Linked DNA regions of Mus musculus: region 1 is linked to region 2. A link is a contact called in public Hi-C data. All regions are on one chromosome and are shown on one strand. Each heading gives the region's core, a stretch centred on a gene start, on an enhancer-like site or on the middle of the called end of the contact. The rest is flanking DNA. Distances are from core to core; before and after follow the strand shown.

Evidence for each region. A called contact is a pair of places that touch in the nucleus more often than the background predicts.
Region 1: a Hi-C map of bone marrow-derived macrophages shows a contact between it and region 2, with 23 read pairs. The contact joins two enhancer-like sites. A contact is called at or near these places in 1 of 15 datasets of contacts at CTCF or cohesin (large pre-B cells), 7 of 484 Hi-C or Micro-C datasets (the 63-12 cell line, the CH12 cell line, bone marrow-derived macrophages and 2 more) and 5 of 115 datasets of contacts at active chromatin or transcription factors (the HPC-7 cell line, T-cell acute lymphoblastic leukemia, large pre-B cells and 2 more).

The regions. Positions count from the first base shown.
Region 1 is chr16:93,291,527-93,294,813 of GRCm38.p6, forward strand. No RefSeq gene overlaps it. Among named protein-coding and RNA genes, the nearest start is that of Gm30588, 31 kb to the left of the region's middle. Within about 2 kb of position 1,590, at least 98 of the 459 cell types and tissues checked have an H3K27ac peak or open chromatin away from gene starts, as enhancers often do. A contact at or near this core is called in T-cell acute lymphoblastic leukemia and bone marrow-derived macrophages, where this site is marked.
Region 2 is chr16:93,040,582-93,043,773 of GRCm38.p6, forward strand. No RefSeq gene overlaps it. Among named protein-coding and RNA genes, the nearest start is that of Gm41499, 85 kb to the left of the region's middle. Within about 2 kb of position 1,495, at least 32 of the 459 cell types and tissues checked have an H3K27ac peak or open chromatin away from gene starts, as enhancers often do. A contact at or near this core is called in T-cell acute lymphoblastic leukemia and bone marrow-derived macrophages, where this site is marked.

The DNA of each region.
Region 1 (3,287 bases), core at 340-2,839, 250 kb after region 2:
GGGATGGGACGGGATGGGGTAGGGTGGGGTGGGATGGGATGGGGTGGGGTGGGGTGGGATGGGGTAGGGTGGGGTGGGATGGGATGGGATGGAGTGGGGTGGGATGGGGTGGGATGGGATGGGATGGGGTGGGGTGGGGTGGGATGGGGTGGGGGGGATGGGATGGGATGGGATGGGATGGCCCTCAGAATGGTGAGAAGCCATTTTTTAGAGCAGACTTCTTCATGAACTGTGAGACAGCCAGGGAAACAGATCAGCGCCTGCGAGTCACAAAATACCAGCACACTACGCAGCAAACCCCACTAACATCCTCTAATTGGGTAGAAAGTTGTAGAAAAGTCTAAAGTAGAGAAACATTTTCACAAAATTCTGCTTCCCCCCGAACTCACACGGTCACGAGGATGACAGGATCCCACGCAAGGAAGGAACACCTTAGGGATGTTGTAAGGGTTTTCACAGTAACTCTTAGAAGTTAGGAACCAGAACTTTTCACCGTTTTGCAGGGGGATTGAAATACAAAGTGATTTTTACAAACGTTTGGAGCTATCTCTCGGCGAGGAAAACACACCGTTTCCCTGTTTGTTCTTTCAATTTGCTCCACAGACCTTTCCCCCACACTGGTCCCAATAAATCAGTGCACTTCACCAGCACATTTAACGTTGGCCAGACTTTCAATTAGTGACTTTCTCCCAGGCAAGGCCAGCTATGGTCACACAGTTCTTTTCTTAAACTTCTTGCTATTCTCTGGCTCCCAGGAAGTGTGCACCTGTCAGCCAGCCCAGCCCCCACCCTCTCTCATTTTCTTAAAAGCCGGAACTCGGTTTCATTTTTCACTCTTGATTTTAAAGCGGTTGGAAAGCATGAAAGAGAAGGGGCCAGCAAGGGAGGTAAATAAATCTAATCACCGCGAAAAGGCGATGAAAGACCCGTGCCTACGTTTCCTCAATTTGTTCTTGAAATGATCCTTGCCACACTCATTGACTGAGGACCAGCTCTGGGTTCTCCAAAGAGAGGGTTCACGGAGCTGGGAACAAAAGAGCCAGTTCTTTTCAAACACCCATTGGAGTCATTAGTTCCCACCTTTTCCTCTTCACATTTCCAGGCACGGTTAATAAGTAGCTAAATTGACTTCTTTGAATCCTGTGCCTGCTCCTTTCTCTCGCCCACCCTCCTAGACGCATGTGGTTGCGCAGTTCATTCTTTAAGAGGAATGACACCAAGAAAGAAAGTCCTTGAAAAATGGCCACCAGCCACTTAAGAACTACAGACATTTCTAGTAAACTGAACAGCTAAACAGTGGCTGAAAGGGAGAAACGTAAAATCAAACTGGGCAGTGTGGCAGATCTTTCAAGTGCCAGGCTATGTCCCTGGCTCTTATTGTCCCTACGGTGGTCCCTACAGGACACTCCAGGCCTCCTGTAAGAACATACAACTGCCAATGCTCTTCTGACGGTTTTCTCTGGGGTGGTGATGGGAAGGCCTGAGGCGCTGCTGGCCAGGAGCAGCAGTTGGCCTCTAGACAGTGTGGACTGGAGGGCAAACAGACAGTCGTTCGGTCTTCAGTCTCACAGAGGGCAGCTGCTCTGCAAGCCTGTTCTGCTCTGTGTCCCAGAGACATGCCTTGCAAATGTGTCACTGACCACCTTAGCTTTGGGTAACACACAGCCATGGGAGAAAGAGAAATGTCTCCCCCTGGAGGACACACAGGCATGCTCGCTGCCCGTTGTATTAGACTTAGTCTCCCCCACACTCAGCATTCCACCCCATCAACTGCCTGGACCAAGCCGCGAGACCCACTGGAAGCCTTGAGGAAAGGGAGACTCAAGCCACGGATTCTTCAAGTTTCTTGCTGTTCTGTAGCTATATGATCTTTGTCCCTGTTGTCCTGGTTTCATTTCCTCCACCAGCAACCTTGACACCAGGGAAGGCCTGTCGCCTGTCAGAGGGAGGGGCAGAGGTCTTGCTCACTTCACAGGTCTCCTGCTGAGCGCATACCAGAGAAGTTCGGGAACTGAATTTCTGTTTGGTTCAAATTAGAATAGTCACATCCTAATAAGATTTACCTTAAAACTTTACTTCACTCTATGAATCACATAAGAACACGATTAAAACAGAATGCTTTAAGAAATGGTGCTCCAAGGACTTGGGGCTACAGAACTAGAACCTGAACCCACCCCCCAAATACTCAGTAATGGCACATACACCAGGGGCCATCGTGATAATACACTGACTGTCTACAATAGTAAAGTTGCTTACAAACACAGAATGTGACAAATCCTTTCTCCTAAAGGATTCTCTCTCTCTCTCTCTCTCTCTCTCTCTCTCTCTCTCTCTCTCTCTCTCTCTCTCTCTCTCTCTCTCTCTCTCTCTCCTCCCTCCCTCCCTCTCCCTTCTCCCCTTTCTTCCCTCCTCTGTGTTTGGATAGATACATAGATAGATGTATGATAGATAGATAGATTTATAGATGCATAGATAGACAGACAGACAGACAGATAGGTGATATGCAGACAGGTGATAGACAAACCGACTACATATGGTAATAATTGCAGCTTTTGCTTATCTCTTATGAAACATTTGTTTACTTTATGTCCTTGCTTGTTTGTTGTAGCACAAAAGAGTCCATCTCTCTAAGTGTATTCATTGCTGTTACAAATGGAGGGAAAATATAATTAACAGGAAAAAAATAAAAACTGTTATCACATGATGTCTTTTTCAGTTGAAAGGGACATACAAGGAGATAGCTGGCCATGGGACTGGCATCTCAGTTGAAGTCCAAAGGGTTTTCCTACCTCTTCATGGTAGACAAGTGGCCGTGACGACCCCACAGCCATACAGAAGTGAAGACACCGTTTCTGCAGGCTGCATGGACCTGGTTCGCTAAATTCCACTGAGATTCCCCCAGTCACCTGTCATTTCTAAAGATGCAGATGAGAAAAAAATTGTGTGGTGCTGCCTGCAGAATCACACCCCTCCCCCCTCCCCCATCCCATCCCCCCCCCGCACCCCCCCCCCACACACACTTAAAGGAAGAAAGCGGAGAGGCAGAGTCTGGAGGCTAACTTCCCCTGCTTCCGATGCTTCTCAGATTAATCTGAGAATGACACCACTAGGCTGAGGTAAGAAATGCAGGCAGTGGTGGCCACTCAACTCAGTACTTAAGGAGAATCTTCACATTATGTTACAAAGTAACATATTTACACCAGGGGTGGAGCTAATGTCCAAAACAAGCGTCCCCACCTATGATCATTCTGCTTGCTTGTTTGTTTGCTTGTTTGTTCTTTCATTTA
Region 2 (3,192 bases), core at 245-2,744:
CTGAGGGTGATCACACCTAGCAGTGTGAAGTGAGGGTGATCACACCTAGCAGTGTAAACTGAGGGTGATCACACCTAGCAGTGTGAAAGTGAGGGTGATCATCTAGCAGTGTGAAGTGAGGGTGATCACACTTAGCAGTGTGAAGTGTGGGTATTGCTAATTATGTGCTGTAACATCCAATTTGAGTCCTGCAGCAGCAAGAGGATTTAGTGGAAACAAATCAAAGTCAGGGCTGAGGAGATGCCTGCAGGGGAGGTCCCTATACATGCAAGTGTGAGGACCTCAATTCAGATCCTCAATACATGTGTAAACTCTGGGTGTGAAGGTGTGCCTAGAAACCCAACATTGGTGTAGGGGACACAGGTAGATCCCTGGAGCTTACTGGCCAGAACTCTAATTGAATCAGTGAGATTCTGGTTTGGAGAGAGATGCTACCTTAAAAAATAAAGTGGAGAGTGATTTTGAAAGACATCTAACATAGACTCCATATGCATGAGCACGTACACACAGACACAGATACACACACACACTCACACACATACACACACACAAGTTAGTTGAGGATAATGAGTCCACATTGGCTTCTTAATTATAAGAACCCATGTGAATGACATGAGACCATCTGAACTAGACCTGCTTTTAAATTTTTTATTTAATTTTACTACTACTACTACTATTATCATTATTATTGCTTTTTAGTTTGTTTGTTTTACAAATCTAGCATTTTCCCAATTGCACACCTATAATCTCAGCATCTGGCAAGTAGAGGCAGGAGGGCAGGAGTTCTGTGTTTTTCTCTATGACATAGCAAATTCAAGGCCAGCCTGGGCTACCTGGGACTCTTCCTCAGGAAAAGGGTTAACTGTAAAAGGAGTTTTCAATGGAACCATTCCAGCTTCATATGCATTGTGGCATCATGTCTAGTAGACCTCACCCATTGTGTTGCTTTGTGTGGGGAGTCACAAAGACCCCAGCATCTGAGCTTTGCACTCTGCCACCTGCTGGGGCAGCCAGTTCAAAGAAGGAAACCTGAGGGGTGTGTGAATGCACAGGGGATGAAGATAAAAGCTTGCATTCAGATTTCAGAATCAACTGTGGAGCTACATTATAATGGCCTGATTACAGGTCTCTTTCAATCAGGGACTGGTGTCTATTGAACTTAATTGTACAGGAGCATCAAACAATTAAGACAAAAGCCATAAGGGCTTCTGTGGCCTGGGCAGGTTTGCGTTTGATCAGTGTGCATGTGAACCATCTAAGAAGCAGATCTTATTCACTGAGATGATGAATTTAGAATATGGTGGGGCATCTGGCCTATGGGACAAAACAAGGCACAAACACACTGGACCTGAGGGAACTCAAGAGGCCTCACCATTGGAAGCTTCTACCTTCAGTGTCCTCTGCCTGGAAAGGACCAAGTTTGAGCAGTTGGCCTGCTAGATATCTGCCGCATCCTTAACAGAGTTTCGTCATACATAGCTGCCACTCTACAGGACTTCCAGCATCTGATGCAGTGCTTGGTCAGAAAGGGGAAGCCCACAATGAGAGTGAGCTTAGACCCTTACATTCACTTTAACAGTTGACTTCCATGACTGAGCACCACAGATAAAATGGTCATAAGTTTGTTTGTTTTTTAAACATGTGGAAGTCGCCCAAATTTTACACTCAAAATGTAGTATGTTGCTGTTAAGATACAAAGAGCAAAGTTGAATGACCACTTAAGTCAGAGACAGCAAAGTTGTCCATGCCTTTCTCCGACGGCATTTACTGCTCTGGCAGATCTTAAACTCCACCCTCTTCCCCAGTGTTCATTTATGATGGCTTCAACTTGTCTGATCATCCCCTATCCCAATCCAAGAAAAACAAAGAAACCTCTTTCTTAGTTCTTTCCCATATCATTTACTTAGTCTATGCTGTGTGCCACTCCTACCATAGTTAGACAGTTATAGGCACATGACTCTGCCCCAGACAAGGTGGACTCTTAACCATCCAGGTTCACCTTTAGGACTCCGTCAACACCCGCTGGCCCTGGCAGGATAAGCCCCGCCCCCTGTGCCCCCTTCCCAAGAGACTGTGAGGAACACTATAGCTTGTAGCAACCCATCCCTTTGAGCACATCCCCCTTTGAGTTTGTTGACATCCCCCACATCAAAGATCACTCAGCATGGTTTCACTTGCGCCAGAAGACCATGTTTGGAAACCGTCTGATAAGCCTCACTGAGAAGCCACCACACGCCCCTGGATCTCTCGGGATTATTTTAGCTCTCGGAGATCTGATCCTGCACTTTGCAGTGAGGCGCGTCAACCCCAAGTGTGTGCTTTGATTTGGAACCCCAGCTGATGACAGCTGAGCTGTTGATTTAATGGGTTCTGTGCAGATAAAGGCAAGGGCTGGCAACCATACAACTGTCTTCCTTCGCAGGTGAGGAGACAAAGATCTCCGACATGCCTATTTCTCACAGCCCAGGTCCCTGAACCTGGGGCTGGAAACACATCAAAGGCCACACCTTCCCTTCCCAGGCTCTCCCCCAGCCTTGTTCCTCTTCTGTAGCTCCTCCTGAACCCCTCACCAGTCAAACAATGCAGCTATTATGCTCCCTGGAGAAGAGAAGCCGAGTAATTACCTTCCCGGCCAGGTGCCAGGAGTAAGTTTCCTTGTGTGCAATTATTGTGTGGTAAAACGGCTGAGGCCGTGTTTTTAAAATTTGTTTTCTTTTCTTTGTTTTCTTTTTAGGCACTGACTGTCAGCTTGCCAGACACTGGCCCCAAGCTCCTCCATCAACCCCAGACAAGCAGCTTTCTTTAGGATTTGGCTTCTATTGTCTTTCACTTTCTCCCAACCTGGAGTCTCGTGATATTATATTTACAGCTCCGGATCGGTTTAACAAATAAGGCCAGCTCAGCAGCAGTGCAGGTCAAGGTGCGACCCCAATGTTTCTATCTGAGCAGCTGATCCCATGTGGTTTTCATCAGTGACAGGCTTGGGTGGGGTGACGGAGTCTAGGAAGACTTCTGTATGGTATGGATGGAGTAAGGACCGTGTCGTTAGCAGGGAAACGAGGAGCCTTTGATCTTCAGAGTATCATGTCTGAGATCTCCCCACTGGCCTTCTCCATCAGTCAAACCAGATTTATGAAGTGAAGATCGCCTAGTCCTGGCTGTCAGGACAGATGCATGTTACATAATGCTTAT